Linked DNA regions of Mus musculus: region 2 is linked to region 1. The links are chromatin contacts, called in public Hi-C maps. All regions are on one chromosome and are shown on one strand. Each heading gives the region's core, a stretch centred on a gene start, on an enhancer-like site or on the middle of the called end of the contact. The rest is flanking DNA. Distances are from core to core; before and after follow the strand shown. Region 1 overlaps Lrrc72 (leucine rich repeat containing 72). Region 2 overlaps Crppa (CDP-L-ribitol pyrophosphorylase A).

Region 1 (4,450 bases), core at 186-2,685:
ATAACTTCAAATAAAAGGTTTACAATATCAATATGCATGATACCAGAAAGTATTTCCAGCTCGTCTTTTAACAATTTTCCACTAGGAATACATGAGCATGTGAGACTTTTATAATAGATCCTGAAATATACCCAGACGCTCCACTTTACAAATAAACCACGTACACAATAAAAGTTGTGTCCCCTGGCCTGAAAGCCATGTCAGTAAAGTTCACAATTTTGGTGAGAAATTATGCGATTTATTCATTTAAATAAAAACTTCAGGGCTTTAGGTGTGCTCCAGAGGTAAATAAAACACTTCCCTAGGAAGTATATGGTCCTGGTCACCACACTCCACACACACACACACACACACACACACACACACACACACACACACACACGCAGACACTCGCACAGGAAGTCACGCTGGCCAGACGCTTGTTTTTGACGTAACTGCTACCTTCTCAGGACACTGTTTGATGACCCAGAAGATGCTGTGTTTGTAAGATCCACGAAGAGATCCCTGATGACGTTCACCAGCATGAACTGGAACACCGTTCTAACACGAAGTGAAAAGTATGACCAGAAGAAAAAGAGCTCGGCCGCTGAGATGCTCATGATTTCCCTGCGGTAACGAGCACTTCCGGAAACTCCCGGTGCTGTTCGCTCACTCGTTAGAACACTCCCTCGATTTAGCTCCGTGTACATTTGTTGCTACCCGAATTTTTAAAATAGAAGAGTCAGTAGTGAAAAATGTTTCATAATGTAAAAATTGTATATGAGTTACCCACGTATAAAAAATAAAGCCATTTTTTTCCTCCCAGCCACTCACTTCTCAACAGTAATGACTCTGAGATTACTTATTATTAACTGCCTAGCTCATACACTTCTGCTCGTTGTCCGACTTGCTCTTAACTTATTACCCCTTTTATTCTAACCTAGGTTCAACTGCATGGCTGGTTTCTTCTCCTTTTTACATCTGTCTCCTAGAAATTCTGGTGTGTGTGTGTGTGTGTGTGTGTGCGCGCAAATCTCCCTTTTTATTTTCACCTGAATTCATTTTCCTGCTGGTTTATACGTCTCCTTAGCATTCTGGGGTGAATCTCTCATACCACTGACACTAATTCCAGAATTCTCTCTATCCCCATGGGATATCTTCGTACTTCCTTCTGCCTCAGCTCATTGGCCATAAACCTTTTTATTGACAGGTGATGCTTATTAGAGATTCTCTCTACACTCATGGATATAGGACTGTATGCGAATTCTAAGTGTAAAACTCAAAACCTTTCCCCAAAAATATACAAGGTTATGTAACTGACGCTATGATCAAGTCGTAAAGGGTGACCAACTCTCTAAAAGCCCCCTTTTCCTGTTAGCAGGCACCGCCCACACTTCCATACTAACCACTCTCCTGACATCTAGAGAGCAAACTGGTCGTGTTTGATTGTGAAAGTCATACAAACGCAGTCACGGAGGATGAACACTTTGTGTGTGGCTTCTTGCACTGTCTGTCCCAAGACAGCTGGGTGTTGTTGCCATGGTGACAGCTCTGCCTTTCCCTTTGACACACAGCAGCCCCTCATAATTCAGCTAGCCAGTACACTGCTTTCACATCTCTGGGACATTTGCCAGATCAGGGTGGAGGCTAATGATGTTGGCTCGGCCTTGCCAGAAGTCCAATGCTGGAGAAAAAAAGAAACTAGGCAGCCTTTACCAATTGTCTAGTGCCAAGTGGGGAAAAAAAAAAAAAAAAACCAACAACAACAACAACAAAAAAAAACATTTTATCATTGCTGGTTTCCTTAACTTAAAAGGTCTGTCAGAAGCTCACACAAGACAGTGGCCTTTCTCCCTTTCCTCTATGCTCAGAGAATACAGGCACACTGGAATTGTGGGCTGACATCATAGAGGGCGAGACCTGACAGCTGAAATAGTCTATTAGCACTTGATACCCTGTGTCTGGTCTGAGTCCGAACATTCAGGTGTGGTTCCTAAGTCAGGGGGGGGGGGGGAAGGTCAGATGGGATGAGGAAAAGCAACGATTTGTGCATCTGTGTGTAGGTGTTTGATATCGTGGTTAAGAGTGTTAGCCAGGCAGTGGTGGTGCACGCCTTTAATCCCAGCACTCAGGAGGCAGAGGCAGGTGGATTTCTGAGTTCGAGGCCAGCCTGGTCTACAAAGTGAGTTCCAGGACAGCCAGGGCTATACAGAGAAACCCTGTCTCGAAAAACCAAAAAAAAAAAAAAAAAAAAGTGTTGTGTGGTGTCCAGTGTTCAGTGGTAGACTAAATCTTAAGAGTCTTAAGAGGAGGAATTTGGTGGAGTTATCCTGTTCAGGCCTGAGTGTATCAAGGTCTCTAGCTCTCTGTCCATTGTCTGGCTGTGGGTCTCTGAATTTGTTCCCACCTACTGCAAGAGGAAGCTTCTCTGATGAGGACTAAGCAAGGCACTGATCTAGGAACATAGGTGTATGGCATCAGGAGTCATTTTATTGCTAAGTTCCTTTAGTAGAAACACTAGTATTCAGATTTACCCTAGGTCCCTGGGCTGCCTAGTCTCAGGTTCTTGGTAACGTAAGCAGTGCTGGGTATGGGTTCCATCTTCTGGAACTGGCCTTAAGTCAAATCAAATATTAGTTGATTACTCTCACAAGCATTGTGCCACCATAGCCTATCTTGCAGGCAGGACACCACTGTAGGTCCACTGCAGGTTGGTAGCTAGGCTGTTGTTTTATGTTTCTTCTCCAGAAGCATGTAGAATACTTTCTGGTACGAAGAACCCTAGCCAGTAGAAATGAAGGCTCTAGGTAGGCACGAGCTTGACACCTCTGTGTTTACTGAGTGTGTAAGCATGTGCCTTTCCATCAGTTTGTGGAGAGCTATTGACAGCTGCAGTGGTTTAGGAATTCCCATGTGACCAACAACACAATGAAAATAAGGCAGCACAAAGAGGGCCTGCATCAGATGGAGTCCTATGTGAAGGAAGTGAACACCAGGCCCCATCCCTAATATCTCCACCCATTTGAAAAAGGTAAACTTCTTGTCTCCAAGGGAGTCTCACTGGGGAAACAAACCTCTTAAGGGTAGGCCACATGCCCCACAATAGAGGCATACCAAGGTTTTTTTTTTTTTTTTAAATTTTTTTTTAAATCTTTTTTTTTTTTTTTTTTTTTTTTTTTTTTTTTACCACACAGTTCTTTGTGTATATATCATGACTTCTGCTTTCTGTTGTTATGGGATGCCTGACTACAAACGAGAGAGTCTCTGCATGTCTGTTTCCTGAGCTCTTTTTCTTGTTTGTTTTGCCCTATTCTGTAGTCTCTCCTCCCCCAGCCTGAAACCTGCTTGCTCAGGGGTGGAGCTTCCAGCTCAATTGGTCTGCCACGCCCACTGCTGGAACGTGCGGCTTTGCTGTTTGGAGCCAGCACATGATTACCCTGCTACTGGATCCCAAGATTATTTGGCGGGAATTGGGCCCCTCCCCCTTCTTTTATTTTTTTTTTTTCCATTTTTTATTAGGTATTTAACTCATTTACATTTCCAATGCTATACCAAAAGTCCCCCATATCCACCCACCCCCACTCCCCTGCCCACCCACTCCCCCTTTTTGGCCCTGGTGTTCCCCTGTACTGGGGCATATAAAGTTTGCAAGTCCAATGGGCCTCTCTTTCCAGTGATGGCCGACTAGGCCATCTTTTGATATATATGCAGCTAGAGTCAAGAGCTCCGGGGTACTGGTTAGTTCATAATGTTGTTCCACCTATAGGGTTGCAGATCCCTTTAGCTCCTTGGCTACTTTCTCTAGCTCCTCCATTGGGAGCCCTATGATCCATCCATTAGCTGACTGTGAGCATCCACTTCTGTGTTTGCTAGGCCCCGGCATATTCTCACAAGAGACAGCTACATCTGGGTCCTTTCAATAAAATCTTGCTAGTGTATGCAATGGTGTCAGCGTTTGGATGCTGATTATGGGGTGGATCCCTGGATATGGCAGTCTCTACATGGTCCATCCTTTCATCTCAGCTCCAAACTTTGGCTCTGTAACTCCTTCCATGGGTGTTTTGTTCCCAAATCTAAGGAGGGGCATAGTGTCCACACTTCAGTCTTCATTCTTCTTGAGTTTCATGTGTTTAACAAATTATATCTTATATCTTGGGTATCCTAGGTTTGGGGCTAATATCCACTTATCAGTGAATACATATTGTGTGAGTTTCTTTGTGAATGTGTTACCTCACTCAGGATGATGCCCTCCAGGTCCATCCATTTGGCTAGGAACTTCATAAATTCATTCTTTTTAATAGCTGAGTAGTACTCCATTGTGTAGATGTACCACATTTTCTGTATCCATTCGTCTGTTGAGGGGCATCTAGGTTCTTTCCAGCTTCTGGCTATTATAAATAAGGCTGCTATGAACATAGTGGAGCATGTGTCCTTCTTACCTGTTGGGGCATCTTCTGGATATATGCCCAGG
Region 2 (4,248 bases), core at 1,738-4,237, 260 kb before region 1:
AGTCCTAACTGTAGTAGCTTCTGAAATTAACGAGAGAATCTAACTGAATATGCAGAGTCTCTATCTCACCTGAAGAGTTACAGCTTAAATCTACTTTTATGTGCTATGTGGGAGATTTTCTAGAAATGTATACTGCAGCAGCATCAAGAGTGACACTGGATAAGCTAAGATGGCTTTTGGTAGACTTCTGCTTTGTACTTTCAATGTCTTCACATTATGTCTGAGAGACGTCTATACAGTGAAGAGCCATCATCTAATTAAATCCCAGTAATACAACCTTGATTTCTCCCTGACTCATCACACAAGAGCATGAACGCTTTCCAGCTAGCTTTGCAGGTGCTCACAAATGCATAATGAGAAAACCCATACGATGAGTTCCTTCCTGCCTCCAGTCGTGATGTGAAACACACCAGATGCTATGTTCCTGGCTCTGCCACAGCTAAGTCTGTGGAAAACAGAAAAGTATCCCACAAATATATATAAAATTTATTCAGGAAACAGGCTGGGCTTGCTTAGAGACAAGTCTGTAGTGACAATTTTGGAGTTTTGGTTTCTTTAAAAACACAGAAATATTATAAGAATGTGTTTTTGTTTTAATCCCAGGTGTGGAAATATGGACTGCTTTGGACTGTCCACAGCAGCTGTTAAGGATGAGCCTGGTGCTGTTTGTATGTTGACGCTAATTCTTCTCTCCCGGAAGAGGCTGCGGACAAGGAATCATACTCAGGTGACTTCTTGTGAACCAATCCCCTAATGAATAAAGGAGCCAATCACTGGGCGAGTGGGCAGGACTTCCGGGTTGAAGAGGGGAAGATTTGTAGGTGGAGCAACAATATGAACTAACCAGTACCCCCAGAGCTCGTGTCTCTTATGTAGCAGAAGATGGCCTAGTCAGCCATCATTGGGAAGAGAGGCCCCTTGTTCTTACAAACTTTATATGCCCCAGTACAGGGGAACGCCAGGGCCAAGAAGTGGGAGTGGGTGGGTAGGGGAGCAGGGTGGGGGGAGGGTACAGGGAACTTTAGCGATAGCATTTGAAATATAAATAAAGAAAATATCTAATAAAAAATAAACTGAAGAGGGGAAGAGAGGAAGCAGGAAAGAGTTAGGGTCTTTTTGGATGGGGATAGCGTGAGGGCAAGACGTACCTATGAGTGTCTCCACTGAAGGACTTAGATTTATTAAGGCTAACAAAATTAGGTTTTATTTTGTTGTGCTGAGATATTGAGTTACCATTGTTTCCGAACTAAGTTTTGGTAGTGTTTATCTTCTCTTGGAGACTTATCTGGGTTCTCATCAGCCAGACCACCGGGGCTGAGAGTAGCAGGGCACATGTGGGAGAATGTTATAGTTCCTTCTTAATATTTCCTACAACATGAGTTGCCTTGTGCTCTAGCAGAGACATGGGTTTTGCCACCTACAAGTAGTTCCTGAAATTGTGTAATGTTTGGAATTCTGGGAGATTTTCAGAGTGTATATAAATGCTAGAGTTCTGATAGATGGGGTAGGTGGTTGTTGGTCAATTATAGATGTGATTGTACTTTGTTAGCAGCCACGGTCAAAGAAGAAACAAAAGGAAAGAAATTAGATTCGGGGATTCATTCTCTCTCTCTCTCTCTCTCTCTCTCTCTCTCTCTCTCTCTCTCTCTGTCTTCTATCCTTTCTCTACTATCTAGGGGGTGAAACTGGGAAGACAAAGGGTGAACAGGATGCACAAAGTAGCAAAGACATGCTATACCGGTCTAAACTTATAATCATATAGGTTAATATAGTAAGGGAGGTGGAACATTTTTTAATAAAACCTTTCTTTTAAAGTGAGTACAGAATTCTGCAATCAATGAAAAAAATCTGAATTTCTGTTTTTTCCAAATATTAACGAACAGATTGTTTTTACTAAAACATGAAAGATATGAGACACATATTTGAGCAAGGGAAAGACAACAAATGAAGCCCTAAAGGGAAGCTGTGTTCTTCAGTCTGCCAGAGCTGAGACAGATTTTGAGGAACCTTCAGATTGTTTCCTGTAATGGCTACTTTGGGTCACATTCTCACCACTAAAGTCCAAGAATCTCCTTTCCCCCATCCCACCACACCACTCTTCTCCTGGCAGTTTGATAATGGCTAACCTAGCACTGGGAACTCACTTGTCCTCATATGAACAACTAATTTCTGTTAGAAAGCTGCAAACTTCACGTATACCTATAGCTCCTTCGCAATGTTCACGTCAATAGCAATCTCCACCTTGAACCTCCAATGAATCATCCCTCTTAATTCTCCACACAGAGGCCTCCTTTTTACCTCACTGAGACTTGAAGACCTGTGAAAGCTGCATTTGCTTTTTATTAGAAAAATTACATTTTCTTAGACTGTCTTTATCAACCAGTAGACCATGGTTAAATGCCTGAAGAGATTTATTACTAGGAGTCCAGATTCCTTGCTCTATTATCCAAGTGTTAGGTGTTCTTTATAAACTTGGTCTACAAATTAACCATATTGCCATCAGCATTTTTAGTTGGTAATCTATACATTTATCATATGCATGTACACATACTATGAAGAATCAAAAATCTGTCAGGCATAATGGTACATCTTACATATCTTAATCACAGCTCTCAGTAGGCAGAGGCAGGCAGATCTCCAAGTTTGAGACCAACCTAATAATCTATATAGGATGCTTTGGCCAGCCAGGGGTTCATTGTGAGAACCTGTTTAAAAATTTAAAAAAAAATCTCTGCAATGTTTTAAGTGATAACAATCCATCCATTTCCATATACCCTATTCTGTCTCCCATGCTTCCAAGCAGGCAACCATCATTGGCTGTAAACTTTAATGTAGTGTTTATTTCTATGTGTAACCGTCAACCTTTGCCCACTAACAACTAGGTAGGAAATCTGTGATCAGTTACAATAAACTAACTCATCACACAGTTGTAGCATGCCATGTTTCTAGCTGTAGAGCTAAGGGGTCTGACTCATCTGTTTACTCCAGTGACTTAGACTGGAGGAACAGCAGGTGTAGACAGCAAGTGTAGACTGTCTTCTTACTATGGTAACAGCAGCACAGGAGGACAAACCTGAGAGTGCTGGCACACTGTCGGCCTCCGCCTCTTACATCCAGCAAGATCCCTTTGCCCAATGCAAATCAGACAGACAAACACAAACTGAGAATGAGACGCTTTGCCCAGAAGGGTTCATGGCAGTGGTACAAAAGTAAGGACTGTTTCTAATTAATGTACCTGTGATGTGGCCCTTCGGTTTTTCTGTTTTATTTATTATATTTTGAAAAAAACTATATTTCTTTTTCCTACCACAATATACACCCACACTTTCCATTTCCCATCCTTTCAATATTGTAGTTTTGATATTACCAACACTGAGCATTTACATCATTGACTATGCAAAACTTTCTCACAGATAAAACACATAAAGCTAAACTATATTTCTTTTTTCCTACCACAATATACACCCACACTTTCCATTTCCCATCCTTTCAATATTGTAGTTTTGATATTACCAACACTGAGCATTTACATCATCGACTATGCAAAACTTTCTCACAGATAAAACACATAAAGCTAAAATCACTTTCCTGAATAAGTTTGTTTTCCCTGTAATTAACGCTTGTCTTTTGTTTTATGTGGTTAACTTGCTATATGCATATAACTCTTTTAACACTGCACACTTGGCTACTTACCCACATCTATTCCCAAGATATGCTAAGACTCATGAAAAAAAAAATCATCCTTTGAATCGTCCAGTCATTTCAACAGGGACCATTGTGCTTTCTGCCAATTCCATAGGTATTATTCTCAGGACACTATGTGCCATCTTAGGGACATTCATGATCTCTTGATCATTCACCCAGACCATTGTATGCCAGGCAATCTTCTTTCTTAATTGACTCATGTTCCCAAAACAAATCCTCCAAGAACTTCCTATGGAGAGATTGTGTAGAGATGTTTGTGATGAAATGACATCTGAGATGAGTATCCTTAGGACTTTCCTCTTAAACTGGACAGACTGCCCAAACAAAGACATTCCAAAGACAGAATGAGAAGCCACTAAGAGGCTAACTACTGGAAGAGGGAGCAGGTGCTTCCTCAGTCAGTAGTCAGTATGCAGAGGACCTGCCTGTCACTGTTTGGAAATCACCTCAGCCCTCCACTGCAAAGATGTTCTCCTTGTCACACTCCTCCCAGAGCTGACTGCTTTACAAACTCCTTTTAATAAGCGTCTGCTTTTCTCTCTG

The links. A called contact is a pair of places that touch in the nucleus more often than the background predicts.
Region 2: a contact with region 1 is called in a Hi-C map of Th1 cells, with 2.1 times the contacts expected there. The contact joins two enhancer-like sites. A contact is called at or near these places in 7 of 484 Hi-C or Micro-C datasets (Th1 cells, embryonic stem cells, epidermal suprabasal cells and 2 more) and 1 of 9 other capture datasets (embryonic stem cells).

Annotation. Positions count from the first base shown.
Region 1 is chr12:36,204,701-36,209,150 of GRCm38.p6, reverse strand. It overlaps Lrrc72 (leucine rich repeat containing 72), which reads left to right. Exons shown (of 9, transcript NM_001361098.1): 9 at 450-822. The coding sequence ends at 615. Among named protein-coding and RNA genes, the nearest start is that of Gm40390, 43 kb to the left of the region's middle. Within about 2 kb of position 1,435, at least 106 of the 459 cell types and tissues checked have an H3K27ac peak or open chromatin away from gene starts, as enhancers often do. A contact at or near this core is called in Th1 cells, where this site is marked.
Region 2 is chr12:36,467,735-36,471,982 of GRCm38.p6, reverse strand. The region is part of intron 3 of Crppa (CDP-L-ribitol pyrophosphorylase A); the gene reads right to left. Among named protein-coding and RNA genes, the nearest start is that of Crppa, 88 kb to the right of the region's middle. Within about 2 kb of position 2,987, at least 3 of the 459 cell types and tissues checked have an H3K27ac peak or open chromatin away from gene starts, as enhancers often do. A contact at or near this core is called in Th1 cells, where this site is marked.